Linked DNA regions of Zea mays: region 2 is linked to region 1. A link is a contact called in public Hi-C data. All regions are on one chromosome and are shown on one strand. Each heading gives the region's core, a stretch centred on a gene start, on an enhancer-like site or on the middle of the called end of the contact. The rest is flanking DNA. Distances are from core to core; before and after follow the strand shown. Region 1 has its middle 40 kb from the start of LOC100381458. Region 2 holds the start of LOC103646691.

Region 1 (3,036 bases), core at 106-2,605:
CTTCGCTGGCAGGAGAAAAGAGGCCCACAGGTTGGGTCCCAGTGCATGGTACCATTTCTGGTATTGGTCCGGCCGACGCAAAGCTTACCCATGACGAGGTATGTGGGCAGTTAAAAGGTACTCGATCATCAAGCCTACACCGGCTTTGTCCTTAAATAACTCAGACAGCGACACTACAATGAGACTCCCTTCTCGTGCAAGTCAACCATCCGGTCACATGTTATAAACTTATAACCCCAAAACTTAGCACCTAAGAGAGATACTCTTTTCCGATGTTGAACCTAGCACATCTATGATGGATTCAACACCACAAGTTCTTTTTCATAAAAATCCCCTTATCAAGAGTTAAGTATCATCTATTAAAACAAAGAATTTTAATGATCTAATCAGGGCTAAGCATCATTAAAAAACTTTTAAAATAAATCAGGTAACAAGGAATGATTTCCAACAAACCAAGGAAGGTAATGCATCAATAGTCTAGTCACACAACTCCTATCACCTAATGCATCATTCACATGTGATAAAATTTGTAAAAACAAGGAAAGGGGTTAATGCACCGGGACTTGCCTTGTGTTGCGAGGTGTTTTGGCCAAGGTTCTGTTCCACAGATGTCAAAATAAAAATCACTAGCAACAAGAGGATCTTCCGGTTGAGGGACGTCTTCTTCTTCTAAAATAAAGTCTTATTTATGTTCTACACGCAATAATGTTCATGAAAGCTTATGTCATGGCATGAAGGTGCAACTTATATAATAGAAAACAATACACACTTCTAGATTACAACTTTCCTTCACGATGCTTAACAACTATAAGAACTCTCTAGATATCTGATATTCTAAGGTTAGCTACACTAATTCTTTTAAGCTAACAAGTTGTAGCAAGTTTTAATATATTTAATCTTGCTTTTAAAATTCAATCCCATCTTTTTCTTATGATAAAGGTTACTATTTTGGGTTGTGTTTGGTTCCCTGGTCAAACAGTCTCCAAACAAGTTCAAACTTTATCCAAGCACTAAAACAAACATATTCAACATTCTCACAAATTTTCATGATTTTTGGAATTTAGAATTTATTTCTAAAATTCAAATAGGCTTTACATAGGCACTCTTTAATCCTAGATATAGTATTTTTGCAGTAAAAATCCTAAGAGTAGCTTTACCAGAAATTGCATGATTTTAGGAGTCTAACAAAATTTGTCTCATTATTTTTTTTCATTTTCTATAGTTTTTAATGGATTTCATTAGTTGCAGTAAAAAGAAAAGGAAAAACATGTGAATAGGGTTGGGCCGATACTGGCCCGCGTCAGCCCACAGATAGCAAGATACGCGCGCGCCCGCGTTGCATACTTTGCGCAAAGGTACTCAGTAGTTCAAACAACCAAAAAATAGTCCCTTGCACCATTACCTGTGTCACTGACAATCACAAAGAGGCCCTTCCCTTCTATCTCATTCGCAAACATACGCCCCCGCGTGGACTCTAGTCGAGCACTTGGCTCAGGCCGCGTAAGCTCGTCGTCGGCGACCTCCCCGGCAGTAGCAAGCACTCGAGCATCATCCTCGAGGCTAACCAAGTACATCCCCAAGGTCAGTTGGACTAGTCCGCTCCTAAACCGTGTCTGCCCACGACGACGGGGGAGCCAGGGCTCCGGCCAGGTTAGACCCGCGTTCACAGCACAGTAGCATTCAATTGAACGGCAGGGAGAGCATCAGCGACTCACCAGAGTTACGATGCCCATGCCAGTTTGGTCGGAGCAGGCACAAATCAACCGGTCGAGGTGAAGGCTGTCCTTGGTGGCGTTCACCGATGTCGACATGATGTTCCCACTTCCCAGTACTACACTGCGGTAGAGTTCAAACGGCCGGGCCAGTGAGCATCAAGGCGTATAAGGGAACTTAGAATACCCAACAATTTAGCTGCAGCTACCTCGGATGATGTTGGCCAATGTCAAGCTCATCACGGTGGCGTTGGTGACCAATTTTGGGAATCCGAGAGTTTACGGGGTATGGTGGACGAAGGAAGGTGGCTGGCGATGGACTGGGTGTTTAACATAGGGGCGGAGCAGGGAGAACACTCAATTTAAAGGCATCGGCCACTCTTGCCACGAATTTGGATGACACCGAACCTGTCGGCGTGACCAGATAGTTCACTAGAACTTACTCTCCGTGGCGCATAGAAGTGCAATAGCTCAGAGACAATAAATTACTGCTTTCCATGACCGTAGAGACGTGGTGAAGGAGTTGCTGCTTGGTACGATGAGGATGAGTGGAAACCACCCCCGCGGCGACAGCTTCGCCATAGTACCGGCTAGGGTGTACGGCGTATGAGGTTGTCCAGTGCCTGGATTCACCCTCCCCCAAGATCTTTTCACCCCCAGGGGTAGAATCTGTCCTTAGCCGTGTGCAAATCGTAGCGCCGAGCTTGGATCACGGTGTGGATCTCCGGCAGCGATGTACACTGAATCCGATATGGTTCAGTTTACTGTTCATGCGTGAATGCCGCTTCGACTTGCTTGACAGAGCTACTTTGGGAGCATTTTACTCCAAATTTCGCACATAACTAGATCCAACCCACTATAGGAAACTTATACACCAATATATGAGCTCCAAATTTGTTATAGTAACCAGGGTTCATAACTCAATGGATCAACCACAAAACAGCTCCAAAGTTGGGTGAATGTCACTGAATTCTTAATTTCAGCATAGCTTCTATCTGACAGCAATACTTTGGATGTGTTTTACACCATGTTCCATATGGTTTTAAGACTAGGTTACTTAACCAAGTTGGTACTCCTATTGAAGTTGTACAACTTTGTTATGGTGACTTTTAACAAAGGTGGATTAAAAGTTACAAGGGTCCAAACTTTGCTCAATGCCACTGTTTTTGAGAGCTCAAACTTGAGGCACTTGTGAACTTTTGCTATTTTCTCCAAATTTCTTCACAAAACTGGCAAATCTCCAAATGGGAAAGTTGTTGAACTCTCAAAACTCTACAACTTCGGTATATTAGGTTTTGACAAAAAGTGGCTAGGTCTCAAGTTT
Region 2 (3,209 bases), core at 641-3,140, 540 kb before region 1:
ATGCACCACCTTATCTAGAACGGATTAACTTTTCAAACCAAACACCACATTGTTAAACAACATATGTTTAGTTACGGTATGCAGGAGAGGTTTTTAGAAAAACTAATATCAGCCAACAGTACTAAAGATCCCAGGCATTGCAGGGTGCTCAATGCTTAGTAACCAGGTTCCCGGATCGATGGGATCGAGGAACGGGAACGTGGTACATGGTACGCTACTAAAACTAGGTTTTAACACTACTGGAACAAGATTGTTCCCACGTTCCCGGAACGTGGCCACGTTCCCAGTTCCTGGTTACTAAGGCTCAATGCCTTGCTTGTGCCAAGCTACAATAAGAGACGAGAAGCACGACATGTCTTATCTGAAGAGGATGTTGATTTGATCTTTAAATTTCATGTTTACGGGCTTAAGGCTACACAGACGGAGAGGAACAAATCGAGTTTTTACTTTTTAGAGACCAATTGGATTGTCAAGACATTATATTTGATATCACCATTTTGTCAACTGCTTCTTTAAAAAAGACAAGATATATATGTGGCTAATGATAGCAAGTTATATACAAACATCACTATCACTACACCTTTAAGCACAAGTTTATTCGTGCGTCGTCCGCGCCCGTCACGCGCCAGCAAGAACCGTGTGTGCGCCCAGCATGCTCAGCTGCAAAAAATGGGCATGACGGGGGGCTCGAACCCGGGCAGGGTAAAGAACTAAGCGGTTCCACCACTACAGCTGAGGGCTGTTTGTGTTATGTGAATGGGATATGTTGTAAATACATATATACTAATAATTTGAAAATAAAAAATACAATGCACGTGCGACTAACTAGTATATATAAGCAGTCTCACTCTAGCTAGAGAGGGTTATTACAAATGGTTTGCCAGCTACTTGACACAGCACACAACAGTCATCAACCCAAAACAGAGAAATTAGCTGAGCTAGATCGGCCTTTTTAAAAGAAAAAAAATCTGCTGGCTAGCTAGGAATTGAAGAATGCAGCCACTTTCAATGGCCTGAGCCAATGTATTCAGTTTGGAAAATTAAAGAGGGCAATAGATGGCATCACATGCATGTATATATGTTGATAGGAGTAATTAGCCCTGGATGTCCCTCTCTGTAGAAGCAAAGTAACCTGCAGCTTGATGAACACTCATCAGCAGCCATTCAAGATTTCCTTTCAGATGCTCAGTTATCGAGATTTCTTTGAGCAAGTAATTGGAATGTGCAGAAATCTAGTAAAATGATGAAAGCACCTACGAAATCCAGTCTCGCATTCAAACCTGAAATATGTGACAGCCAGCTGTATCACACATCTAGGTACAGGACGCAAGAAGCAAAGAAAGCATCTCTACCCCCAAGGGCAAAACGAGGAGGTTAGTAACCTCAACGGGTCTGAATGAACTAGCAGAAGATCGACATGGATCTATCGATGCGCTAGAAGAAAAAATAAAGAACAAAAAATACAAGGAGACAGGGATAGAAGAACGTGAGTGAAGGGTACCTGAATGGATTCGATCTCTGTCGCTGAGGCTCCAGGATTTGCGCATCGAGGACGTGGATTCGCCCGCCCTCCCGTCGATGCCTTCTCGCGGCCCTCAGCTCGAGGCCGTCGCCGCCGCCGTCAACGCAAGGAACCCTCGGCTCCATCGGGTGTAGCCAGCTAGGGGAGATCGATTTGTCCCCGCCTTCTCGCTGCAATCAGCTCGAGGTCGCCGCCGCCGCAAGAAGATGAACCGTCGCTTGGCTCCGTCGGGGTCGCCACAGCGATGGCAGAGAGCAGTCGAAGACAGATCGCCGTCCGCTACGGATCCTAGCGCGTTGGCAGTTTCCACCGTGTTCCATGCGCCACAACCCTCCATGCGTTGGGCCTAGGCCCAACAAGAATGCCGCCTGTTTTCTTTTCTCTTTTTTTTACCCTGCTGATCTTTTGGGCGCGAGGATGAGGCGATCGTCGTGCTCGAGAAATTTGTGATTTTGTCACACTCAATTTTGGTTATTTGTTATTATGTTATCTCGTGTCTATAATTAGTAGAACCATCTGTGTTTATGATTTATGGGTTCGATAGCATACTGGTGAAGCCCACAAATGATAATGGCAAAATTATAAATGACTCCTCGTGCTTGGTCGCAACAGGTATGCTACTCCACTTCACCCTGTTTCTTCGTATGAACACTCTTGTCTTCTCTATATTAATCTCTACTACTAATTATGTTAGTAGTGTAGGCGTCCACACACCCTTGGTGCACGTTTTGCCGCGTTCTGCCGCCAGCATCCCGCATCCGCGCCGCAACCCACAGCCGCCCCGCAAACGCCCGCATCCGCGGCAGCGCCGCAGCCGCAGCTTCCATCCTCCGCCCTCCTTCCATCCTCCTGCAATCGCCAGCGCGCCCTCCGCGCTCCTGCCATGATCCACTCCCAGATCCCGTCATCCGCCCCATTTTTGTCGCTGCCGTGATCCACTGCCGCAACAGCCATCAACGCATCTCGTAGATCCCGTCAGCCGCTGCGCAATCTCCGCTCCGTGACTCACCGCCATCAACGCAGTCCTCCCCCTCCCAGATCTCATGCTCATCATTCCCTACCCTCCATCAACGCCCCGCTTCACTCCATCGATGGAAGGTGGTCGATGCAGTCATGGGTCGCAGACGGCTATGGGCGAGTTCGACCTCGAGAGTCGAGACTGCTCCTCGTACCGACGACTAGATCCCACGCCCTGCGAGATGAGCTTGCTGGGGACGGGGACTTGCTCGGCCTTGACCTGGATCCCTCCCCTATCCTCACCCAACTCTGGTGAGCAGGATGACCGCCCTCCCGTGGTTGCCGGTTCCCTGTACCAGGCACTTGGTATTCCTCCCACGTTCTTTGCAAAGCTAACGAGGCGCGCGACGACAGTGACTTCTCTGGTGTAGGCAAGGCTGAGTGCAAGGGCAGTGCTCCAGGACGTAGGGGTGCGGATGGGGTCACTGCTGTGAAGTCCGTACCAGAGCGCGGAGCTAGGGTTGGCCACCATCGTCGCCTTGTGCTGCAGGTTCATTCACAGCCGCAGAAGAAGCCTCACTTCAGTGGAAAGGTAGCTCAAGTTCTTCCTTGTCTGCTCAAATTTGGTAGATCTGTGATTTCCTTGTAAAGAGTAGGCGCAATGGCAATAGCTTAGCAGATTACCCGATTGGTTAGGGATAGTTAGTTCCTGGTTCCTTTTATTTTTGAA

What was found. A called contact is a pair of places that touch in the nucleus more often than the background predicts.
Region 2: a contact with region 1 is called in a Hi-C map of ear, with 1.9 times the contacts expected there. The contact joins the promoter of LOC103646691 here to the enhancer-like site in region 1. A contact is called at or near these places in 2 of 25 Hi-C or Micro-C datasets (ear and leaf).

Annotation. Positions count from the first base shown.
Region 1 is chr2:91,813,755-91,816,790 of Zm-B73-REFERENCE-NAM-5.0, reverse strand. No RefSeq gene overlaps it. Among protein-coding and RNA genes, the nearest start is that of LOC100381458, 40 kb to the right of the region's middle. Within about 2 kb of position 1,355, at least 14 of the 20 cell types and tissues checked have an H3K27ac peak or open chromatin away from gene starts, as enhancers often do. A contact at or near this core is called in ear and leaf, where this site is marked.
Region 2 is chr2:92,353,502-92,356,710 of Zm-B73-REFERENCE-NAM-5.0, reverse strand. It overlaps LOC103646691, which reads right to left and starts at 1,890. Exons shown (of 18, transcript XR_004856283.1): 1 at 1,502-1,890.